3 separate regions of the Zea mays genome follow, and regions 2 and 3 are each linked to region 1. The links are chromatin contacts, called in public Hi-C maps. All regions are on one chromosome and are shown on one strand. The core of a region is the stretch at or near the end of the contact, and the rest is flanking DNA. Distances in the headings are between cores, read along the strand shown.

The links. Hi-C and Micro-C count contacts between places; a contact is called where the count stands out from the background.
Region 2: a Hi-C map of leaf shows a contact between it and region 1, with 4 times the contacts expected there. The contact joins the promoter of LOC100217064 here to the promoter of LOC100283386 in region 1. A contact is called at or near these places in 5 of 25 Hi-C or Micro-C datasets (bundle sheath, leaf and tassel).
Region 3: a Hi-C map of ear shows a contact between it and region 1, with 3 times the contacts expected there. The contact joins the promoter of LOC100383202 here to the promoter of LOC100283386 in region 1. A contact is called at or near these places in 2 of 25 Hi-C or Micro-C datasets (ear and leaf).

Annotation. Positions count from the first base shown.
Region 1 is chr10:111,181,547-111,185,273 of Zm-B73-REFERENCE-NAM-5.0, forward strand. It overlaps LOC100283386, which reads right to left and starts at 2,126. Exons shown (of 3, transcript NM_001367102.1): 1 at 1,777-2,126; 2 at 1,522-1,690; 3 at 551-1,420. The coding sequence starts at 2,021. The coding sequence ends at 713.
Region 2 is chr10:110,777,010-110,780,736 of Zm-B73-REFERENCE-NAM-5.0, forward strand. It overlaps LOC100217064 (Vacuolar protein-sorting-associated protein 11-like protein), which reads right to left and starts at 1,573. Exons shown (of 5, transcript NM_001359554.1): 1 at 1,173-1,573; 2 at 441-614; 3 at 1-304. The coding sequence starts at 1,415.
Region 3 is chr10:111,489,495-111,493,221 of Zm-B73-REFERENCE-NAM-5.0, forward strand. It overlaps LOC100383202 (splicing factor-related), which reads left to right and starts at 1,849. Exons shown (of 2, transcript NM_001175864.1): 1 at 1,849-3,727. The coding sequence starts at 1,876.

The DNA.
Region 1 (3,727 bases), core at 876-3,375:
GGCGTCCGCGTGGGCGTGGCCCTTCGTTGTCTGGGCTTGGCTCAACTTCCACGCCCAGTAGCGCATTTTCCCCGCGCGCGCGCGCGCGCGTTGACGGTCGCGCGTGGATGCACCTGTCTGTCATCTGTGGAAGTCTGCAAGCGGAAGCGGAAGCGACCAAGCGCACCACGGCACCACCAGCACCTGTCTCTCGCCATCCGACCTCCCCCCTATGGCCCTATGCGTACCGAGACGGAGGAAGCCACACCAACACCACGAGTAGTGGTACTTGAGGAACTTGCCTTTTCCCGTGCGTCGTCGTAACGGCTTTTGTCGCCTTCCCTCCAACGCAGGACGGGCCGAGACGCACTGGCGGACACCGCGACAGGCCCCGGCCCTGTCTGGCTGCCTGACCGTGACCGGGCAGCAAGCACCGGAGGTAAATGGGCTTTCGACCTCACGTCACGTCACGTCTCGCTCTCGCCTCCTCCGTGATCCTGAACAGAGCAACACGGCACTACCGTGCTGCTTTCTCTCTCTACTTTTTACTCAGGTCACGGACCAACGGTGAAAAAAATTTCACTGCCTATGTTCTACGTATCGCCCGCGCCAGAAGAACGTTACATCAGCATTTGCCAACAAACCATGTACGTACGCAGGTTCAGAGAACGACGCAAAAGGCAAAACAGAGAAACGGCCGGCCGCTAACTGACATATATAGTAACGGAGAACGTCACGGCGCCGGGGCCGCCGCGTCCGCATTGGCGATGGCGTTGGGCTGCACCGCGTCGAGCCACCGGTCCATGGGCGTGCACTCCGCCTTGTGCGCCATCCTCCAGTGCAGCGCCTGGCACGCGCGGGAGCAGTAGTTCACCACGCCGCACACCGAGCACCGCCTGAACTCGTGCCGCCGCGTCTCGGGCCGCCCGCACAGCGCCTGCGAGCACAGCCGGAGACCGCCAACGCCGTCCTCCTCCGGCGAGCCCGCCGTCCCGGCGCTGCCGTTGCCGTTGCCGCCGGGCGTCAAGCCCAGCGGCCGCGACGCGAACCAGTCCACCAGGAACCGGTTGGCCGCGTGCGCCTCGCCGGCGCGGCACCCCAGGTCGCTCATGAGGAGGCACGGGTGCGCCACCGAGGCGGCCGCGAGCTCGCGCGCGTTCGCCTGGATGAGGAGGCGCCGCCCGTCCAGCACGGACCGGCGCACGCCGTAGCCGTCCTGCAGGCAGTGCCCCAGCTCGCGGAGCGCGTCCACGTGGCCCCGCGCCGCCGCGCGCGCGCACAGCGCGGCTCCGGCGCGGAGGTCGCGGTCGTCCTTCCCGCCGCCGCTGCCGTTGAACTGGATCACGGCCAGCGAGTACAGCGCCTCGCGGTGCCCGCCCACCGCCGCCGCCGCCATCAGCGCCGCGCCCGAGCCGCGGCTCCCCAGGCAGTAGAACCGAATCTGCATGCACCCACCCACCATATATCAGCTTCGTCAGCGCGATCGATCCCTCCCGACGTCTAGCTAGCGTCAAGGCGCCACAGACGATTCTTTGTCCTCACCATGCCGAGAAGGTAGCAGGCTTCGAGGTTGCCGGCGTCGGCGCAGCGCTGCAGGAACCGGTGCGCCTCGTCCGACCAGGCCTTGGCGCGCACCGAGAGGCACCGCGGCGACGCCCGCGCGAGCACCACCACCTTGCTCCGCGCTACTAGCTCCCTGAATCTCTTGCACCTGCACACACGCGCGAACACACATCCAGGTTACAAATCCAAGCACCGGGCACCAGAAGACAGGCGCGATATACTGGACGTACGTACGTGAGCATGGCGCCGGCGAGATCGGCCGGCGAGCCGGCGGACGCGGCGACGTCCCTCAGTATGGAGACGACGAGATCGTCGGGCAGATCCTCGAACATGTCTCTGGCGCCCAGGCGGACACCTGGATCTTCGGCAGCCGCCGGCGATGCCTCGGCCGCCGTCCTGCGCCTCTTCCGGCGTTGCACCTCCGGGCCCTCGCCCGGCGCCGCATGGCAGGAGTAGCAGGCACCGCGCCTCGTCTTCATAGCCGTACGTTCTTCTGTGGCGAGCCGTTCCTAGTTGCGGTTCTTTGGTGAGGAGACAGAGACACAGAGAAAGAAGAGGAGACGGGGTGCCCGTGTGTCCGTAATGGCGAGGGTGGAGAGGAGGGGCAGCCATATATAGGAGGCCCAATGCAAGGCGGGCGATGAGGAGGACAGGGTCGTGGCCTCGTGGGGTGCGACGTGCGAGGAAGGGAAGAGCCGTTCTCCACTCACTCCGTTCCGTTGCGAGATTGGATTTGGAGGTGTGGCGCTGGCGCCGCGCCTGCACACGGTCAACAGCGCCGCTGACCGGAGGAGGGTTGCTTCAAGGGGAGCACGCTTGGACGCAAAGCCTCTCCTTTCTTGATACTCCCTCCACACTTTCTCTCTCTCCTGTCGTTTTTTTTGCCCCACTCTCTCTCTCCTCTCATCATCTTTTCCTCTCTCCTCCTCGCTCAGCTTTTGAAGCAAATATTTGTTTTTTTTCTTTCGTTCCAATTTCCTTCAATTTTAAAGAGAGAGAGAGAGAGTGGACAAACCAGAGGTGGTGGGGGCACTGATGGTTGGGCCCATTAATGATTCTGGTTAGTGTGTGCTATATCTTTGACAGCCTTAAATTTCTTCTTTTCTCTCTCTCCTGTCACGCATCAAAGCAGCTAATGGAATATTTATAGTATTTATCATTTATATAGAACAAACTAACACTAGCTGAAGTGGTTAGAAGCAAGGTTTTTAATAGCTAGCTCTAATGGTCGATATATCCTGATATATCCTTTTTAGCAGCAAAAAGTTACGTTGTTTAGCTTAATATATTCAGCTATATCGCGATATATCCTCATACGACTCTCGTTGAGCTCACGAGGAAGCGACGCACGGCGAAACTCACACTTTAAAGATGTATATAGTGATTTGCATTCTTCTTGGCTTGGCTTTGCTTGGTTTATTTATTCGTTGATGGTCTTATTTCCCAGTCCCAGATGACAAAGGAGGGAAAGAGAGAGAGAGAGCGTGGGGGCCATCAGAGGTTTGTTCCTTCTGTCCTGATATATATGGTTGGTTTGGTAACACCACCAGCAGTCACATATATAGCTAGGGTTGGTGACATGGACATGGAGCTTGCTCAGATAGTTTTGGCATGGCACCAACATGGCATGCATATGCAAGGCTGCGGCATGCAGCACGCACATAGGGTGCCTGCGATTTGCGGGCTGGGGGTTGGCACGACAACAAAAAAAGCCTTGCTTCCTTGCTTGGATTATTGTGACCGGTGGTGGTATCTTGCTACCAATTGAAGCTTTGTTGGCTGCCTAATTAATTTGGTGCCACCCCTCCGTACGTGACATAAATTAACCAGCCGGCCGGCCTGCCGCGGCGATGGTTTTGGCTCCAAGGAAATGGTTGCTTAATTGAGCGCATATCACATCGGTGTGGGTCTTACTACTGATTTTTGATTAATTAGCCAACCTGGTTTTACGCCCCCAATGCAATGACGATGATGGCCGCGTGTATGAATGTATGCGATGATGCTTTCAGACAAGGATAGAGATGTCTTACACGACGACGTTCCAGCGCAAGGGAGAGCGCGAGGTTTGGCTTAGGTTACGCCATTTGGCACCATTGCCACAAGTTTCCCGGGCCGGGTAAGGAGACGCGCGCGCGACAGTGCGACACTAAGGACTAGTTTGAAAGTTCAAATACCGAAGAAGATT
Region 2 (3,727 bases), core at 323-2,822, 410 kb before region 1:
CATTCGTCTGACAACCAATCTGATCAAGTGTTTGCCTCCTTGGTGGTTGAATATGCAAGCTGAACAAGGTTACAGAACCAGGAGTTACAGAAAAGAGCTGGTGTGCTTGCCCCTCAACTCGAAAACCAAGACCAGTAATAGGCAAACTAGTGCTGCCATCTGAAGCAGCCTCAACTTGCAACTTGAAACGTGTAATACGCTCACGTGCAATGTCACCTTTGATGCAATAAATGAAACCATTGTCCAGTCCAATGGCAATCATCAGTATGGGTGGTGCTTCTTCTAGAACCATAAATGATGTAATCTGCAAAACACAGCAAAATATGCCAATTACACTCAAATCAGATGTTACAATCTGTCATATATACGAAATATATAACAGAGATCATGTGACATACAGAACATGTGAATCCAAATAGAAAATAAAAGAGAGAATTTACCTTTGCTTGAGGAAATTGATCAGTGAAGATCCGCAAAATTTGAACACAGAAAGGAGTTGTTGTGCTTGATCCTTCTTCTTGTACTTTATCGAGGTCAAAAACCTTTAGACAGATTGCTGATGCCTGAGAAGATGACTGGTCATCGTCTCCAACCGTGACAAGAACATTTCTTTGCTGAATAAACAGAGCAATATAAGTTGTTAATTAGGTTCATTATGCAGCTGTAGTTATCACAACAAAACTGTACAGTGTGAATAAATGTTTGACACAGCGGTAAGGGGCAATTCGTAGATCTCAATTAGCAAATGATAAATAAATAAATGGCACTGGCACCGCAATTGAACAGGGTTTTTTTCCGCAGAGTATGGAATCTGATAGGCCAGAATAAACAAGATCACTGATCTTGAAAGTTGACAAAATCAACTAATCTAACAAGATTTTTGGCCAATTTCAGGAAAGATTTCTGGCATTGCTTAGCCACAGTACAAGACTTAGGTGGCCATCCAAGATTGGTAAAACTCACATGTCTTGTCATACCTAGCAGCTGATTTTAGTAAGAAACAGGTAATTTTTGTTTCTAAAATGCACCCGAATTAGTGAATTACACATGATCCAGTGTGAAGAACCACTAAGTAGTGTTCTAGCCAGTAATTTGACGAGAAGTTGCATAAATTTGCGAGGTGGCCGCGAACGCCGGTGCTTCAGATGCGCAACGAGGGTTCTGGGCGGTACCTTGAGCTGCTGGAGGAAGAGGACCGAGGAGGCGTAGGCCTGGAAGCCATAGGAGAGGCGGAACCCGCGGTCGAGAAGGCCCACGGTGCCGTCGTCGCACCCCACCGCGACGCGGCCCCGGCCGCCCGAGCAGCAGGTGACTCGGCCCGCGATCTCGGCCGGCACGGCGGCGGCTGAACCCCCGCCGCCGCCGCGGCCGGCAGACTTCTCCTCAAAGAACTCGAACTTGCGCCACTGGTACATGTCGGGCCGACGTGATGCGGCGGATCGGGGCCGGAACGGCGTGCGGCTTAGACGGGAACTCGATCGGGCTCGGCGACCGGCTGGGGTGCAGGACAGCAGGAGGGAGGGACGAGGCCGATGCGCTGGAACCGGTTGCCTACGCGCGCCGCGTGTGGTGCGACCGCAACTGTGAGAAAAAATCTTTATTTTTATCTTTAGTTCTTTACTACTCCCTGTGCTTTAAATTAAAATTTATTTTAGATACTTAACGGGTGCTTGAATGTACTAAAACTAACAGTTAGTGGATAAAATTAGTTGAGACATCCAAATACCCTATATAATAGTTCAAATATTAACTATTATTAATAAATTAGTTAATAGTTAGGTAGCTATTTATTAGCTAGCTAATTCTACTAACAATTTTTAGCTAACTAACTATTAGTTCTAGTGCATTCAAACACCCCCTTAATATATTTATATAAGTATGGGTTATATATATATATTTATATTCATCATCATCTAATTAATTATAAACATAAAAACAAAAGCCTAAAAAATACTATTTTGGAACCGAGAAAGTATTATAAATCACCAGTTTCAATAGTTTAATGGTCGTCATGCATCATCTTTTTACAAAAACCCCCTTCAACGAGGCCTAGGCCTGGCTGAGCCAGAGTGTGCCATGCCGAGTAGGCGGTTGACGTCGTCGCGTCACTTCTTCATGGCCCCCGGTGAGGCCGTGGACCTTGGGGGTGGCGCAACAACTCTCTGGCCGCTGACAGCGCCCCGCGCCTCAGGCGCAGCCCTATACGCCCTGGACGTCTGCGCGGGAGTGTGCTGCCGCGCAGAGTGCACAGCAGCGGCTGCAACAGGTGCAGGGAGATTGGTGGCCTGCGATGTGGAGGAGGCAGCTTCCTCCTCCAGCATGAAGTCCTCGGGCATGAGATCATGGTGCTCGACGATGTGAACTATGGCGTCGAGCAGAGAAACAAGCAAAAACCTAAAGCCTAGGCCCCCTACCTGGCGCGCCAAATGTCGGAGAGGAAATTCTCCGGCCGGGTGGCGTAACGCACCCACCCTAAATCCTAAGATGAGGAGGGGCCTAAGCGTTTTGCCTGCTAGCTAGATGGACGATAAACACAAGAACACACAAGGGTTTAGCGTGGTTCGGGCCGCTGCAGCGTAATACCCTACTCCACTGTGTGTTGTATTGAGCTTGAGAGCTTGTATGAACTTGTGAGTTTGAGTGAGTGTGAGCGTGTCCGTTGGGTCTGAGTGAGCTTGCCTTGTAATGTCGTGTGCCCTCCCTTTTATACCTCAAGGGGGGCACGTACAAGGATGCTAAGCTCCGACATGTGGGCCCAGGAGCAAAATGGAGGGATTATATATAGAAGTATCCAATGCCAGTGTCGCCCAGAAGATCTCCGAGTGCCATAATGTCTGTAGTGCATATAGTATTAATATCTCGCGGCCGCTTCCTCGGTGACGCGCGAGTCATGATGAGCATGGTGTACGCCGCAGCGCGGGCGTACTGCCTGCCAACGGAATGGATAGGCACGCCGCCTGCAGGGTGGCCTGATCGCCGTCCGTCAGTGGAGTGGACATGGCACATTAAATGCTGAGGCGGCACATCGCCTGCCAGTGGAATGGACAGGGCACATTAAATGCTGAGACGACACATCGCCTGCCAGTGGAATGGACAGGCGGCATGCCTTATCCGCAATAAATGTGGCGGTCGCGCGGCCCAGAGGCCTTACGTTAGGCTTCACCCGCTGGCTTACGTCACGGGCAGTAGGCCACGTGGCAGCATCGGCGCTCTGCCTGAACGGGGAGCAGAGGCGTACGTGGTATGGTCCGGACACGTGTCAGCTCCGGACCCCCGCCTGGCCTTGATTAAGGCCTAGGTATTCTTTGTCCCAAAATCCCGGGACCCCGCCGTGAGTGGCCCGGACCCCACACAGAGGGGTCCGGACCCCAGCCGGGGGGGTCCGGTCTGCACCCGTGGAGGTCCTGGACCTTACCCGGACGTACGGTCTGCATATACAGGGGTCCGGCACTTTCCCATGGGGGTCCAGACCCACTGTTGATACCTTGGAGGATATTTTCTTCTCTAGCCACGCGGCGGCCCTGGAGCCGTCCACGTGGTGGGGTCGGGTGCTGTTCACCACGCGACCAGAGATAGCCGCATGGGCACCGCGTCTTCATACTGTAGTAAGTGAAAGGTAAATGTGCCCTTGGACAATTTCTAGTATGTTTTGGTGATTAAGTGCCCAACACATTTAATTAAGTTCGTTTGTGCTAAATGAAGAGAGAAGTGCAAAACAAAGACAAGG
Region 3 (3,727 bases), core at 599-3,098, 310 kb after region 1:
TGGCGCAGGCGGCGCTGTCCTTCTGTCAGACCGGTCAGTGGAGCAGCGGAGTGACGGCGGTCACTTCGGCTCTGCCGGGGGGCGCGCGTCAGGATAGAGGTGTCAGGCCACCTTTGCGTTAAATGCTCCTGCAACTTGGTCAGTCGGTGCGGCGATTTAGTCAGAGTTGCTTCTTAGCGAAGCCAAGGCCTCGGGCGAGCCGGAGATGTGTCCGCCGTTAAAAGGGGGGCCTCGGGCGAGACGGAAGTCCCTCGAGGTCGGCTGCCCGAGTCCGAGGCTAGGCTCGGGTGAAGCGTGATCGAGTCACTCGTATGGACTGATCCCTGACTTAATCGCACCCATCAGGCCTCTGCAGCTTTATGCTGATGGGGGTTACCAGCTGAGAATTAGGCGTCTTGAGGGTACCCCTAATTATGGTCCCCGACAACCTTCGTCCGAGGTGCATTAATTCTTAAAGGAATAATGCTTCATTGGACGAAGGGTATTAACATTTAACATTTTATGTTGCCTTGTTCTTAATTCATAGCATTTGAGAACGAGTCCCCAACAATACAATTTATATTCAATATTAAAAACATCTTAGCGTGATAATCTACTGGTTAGACAGTTTCACCTGGTGTCTCCCGCCCTTCTTCCATCAAGGCATGGGTTCACACCCCACCTCCTGCACTGTTTTTTAACATTTTACGCTGATTTAATTAAATGGATCGACGGGCTAACGGGCTGGCCTGGCACAGTTAGCAGGCTGGTGTGACGTGCCTGTGCCATAGTTGTGGCCCGTGTGCATTTAGCCCGTGTCGGGCGTCGTTACGCTGATTTAATTAAATGAATCGACGGGCTAACGAGCTGGCCCGACACAGTTAGCAGGCCGGCATGACGTGTCTGTGCCATAGTTGTGGCCCGCGTGTATCTAGTCCGTGTCGGATATCATTTGGTATCTATAGACGTGCAGCGGATTAATTTAAAATAGCTGTGATAAATTATTTGTAAAAAAATGACGCATGACGACCGTTGAAACTGGTGCTTTAATGTAATATATAGATATGGATTTTATAGAATTAGAATGAGCGTTTATAGGTCAAATCTGAAAACCGATCTAAATATTACTTTTTTGTTTTATTACTTTCCGAAATTTGTTTAAGTTTTCGTTTGAAATCCGTTGCAGCGTTTTCATATTTCGTTTCAGCGGGCTAACGGGCTGGCCTGGCACAGTTAGCAGGCTGGCGTGACGTGCCTGTGCCATAGTTGTGGCCCATGTGCATTTAGCCCGTGTCGGGCGTCGTTACGCTGATTTAATTAAATGAATCGACGGGCTAACGAGCTGGCCCGACACAGTTAGCAGGCCGGCATGACGTGTCTGTGCCATAGTTGTGGCCCGCGTGCATCTAGTCCGTGTCGGATATCATTTGGTATCTATAGACGTGCAGCGGATTAATTTAAAATAGCTGTGATAAATTATTTATAAAAAATGACGCATGACGACCGTTGAAACTGGTGCTTTAATATAATATATATAGATATATAGATATAGATTTTATAGAATTAGAATGAGCGTTTATAGGTCAAATCTGAAAACCGATCTAAATATTACTTTTTTGTTTTATTACTTTCCGAAATTTGTTTAAGTTTTCGTTTGAAATCCGTTGCAGCGTTTTCATATTTCGTTTCAGCGAAAACTCGTCAAATAGAAAAATTGGCATCAAAATTTTCGAAATCTCACAATTGGGCCTTCTCCGATAAGGCGATAACCGAACCGATTCCGTGAACCGCCCCCGAACTTTCCATCGACCTTTTCTCCCCTAAAAAAAACCGAGCGATTCCAAATCAGACTGCCTTCCGGTTCCCCATCTCCCCTCCCTCAGCGCAGACTCAGCCATGGCTTCCGCCGAAACCCTAGCCCGCTCCCCCTCGCGCGAGCCTTCCTCCGACCCGCCCCGCGCAGGCTCTTCCGAGCCCCACCACAACGGCGCCGGTGACTCGTCTCGCCGCCGCCGCCGCAGCCGCTGGGAGCAGTCTAACGACGACTCCGCCAACAACTCCGGCGGCGAGGGCGGGGCCGTGGGCCGGAAGCGCAAAACGCGGTGGGCCGAGGAGGAGCCGCGCCCAGCCATCGCGCTGCCGGACTTCATGAAGGACTTCGCGGCCGAGATGGACCCCGAGGTGCACGCTCTCAACGCGCGCCTCCTCGACATCTCGCGCCTGCTGCAGTCGGGCCTCCCGCTCGACGACCGGCCCGAGGGCGCGCGCTCTCCGTCCCCCGAGCCCGTCTACGACAACTTCGGCATCCGCATAAACACCCGCGAATACCGCGCCAGGGAGCGCCTCAACCGCGAGAGGCAGGATATTATCTCGCAGCTCATCCGCCGCAACCCCGCCTTCAAGCCCCCCTCCGACTACCGCCCACCCAAGCTCCAGAAGAAACTCTACATCCCCATGAAGGAATACCCCGGCTACAACTTTATCGGCCTCATCATTGGCCCTCGTGGCAACACGCAGAAGCGTATGGAGAAGGAGACTGGTGCCAAGATTGTCATTAGGGGGAAGGGTAGTGTCAAGGAAGGGAAGTTTCTGCAGAAGAGGGACCTCAAGCCGGATCCCAGTGAGAACGAAGATCTCCACGTGCTTGTTGAGGCAGAGACGCAGGAGGCACTCGATGCGGCTGCTGGTATGGTGGAGAAGCTGCTCACCCCGGTGGATGAGGTGCTCAATGAGCACAAGCGGCAGCAGCTCCGGGAGCTTGCCGCTCTTAATGGAACAATTAGGGACGACGAGTTTTGTAGAACATGTGGTGAGGCTGGTCACAGGCAGTATGCTTGCCCTAACAAGATGAACACGTTTAAGAGTGATGTGCAGTGCAAGATCTGTGGGGATGGTGGGCACCCGACTATTGATTGTCCAGTCAAGGGCACTTCTGGTAAGAAGATGGATGATGAATACCAGAACTTCCTGGCTGAGCTTGGTGGCGGCAGTGCACCTGAGTCCATGAACAAATCTGGTGGTCCAATGTTGGCTCTTACAGGAAGTGGTGGTAGCGGTGGTGCTTCTGCTGGAACGGGGAGTAACCCGCCTTGGTCAGCCGGTGGTGGTGCTGCTGTCATTGGGCTCAATGGTATCAAGAAAGACTATGACGAGACAAATCTGTATATCGGCTACCTGCCACCTACAATGGATGATGATGGATTAGTCAGTCTGTTTTCGCAATTTGGGGATATTGTCATGGCTAAGGTGATCAAGGATCGAAACACCGGACAGAGCAAAGGATATGGATTTGTCAAGTATTCAGACGTGTCAGAGGCCAATGCAGCGATTGCTGCAATGAACGGTCACCATCTTGAAGGTAGAGTTATTGCGGTTAGAGTTGCTGGAAAGCCACCACAGCCGGCACCAGCAGTGTCAGCACCCCCATCGTATCCTCCTACGGATCCTACTTCAGGTGGATATTCCTCCCAATCCTACATGGGGGTACCACCACCACCTCCTCCAGGGAGTTACGCTCCAGTTCCTTGGGGACAGCCACCACCGTATGCTTCATATCCTCCGCCACCACCAGGCTCTAGCATCTACAATCCTGCACCCCCTGCACCTGGCCATGCTGCCCCACCTCCATATGGGGTGCAGTATCCACCACCCCCAGCAGCTCCCATCCCTCCACCAGGCACTACATCAAGTGATGGAGCTCAGAACTACCCCCCCGGTGTAACACCACCAAGTTCTGGTACACCCACTC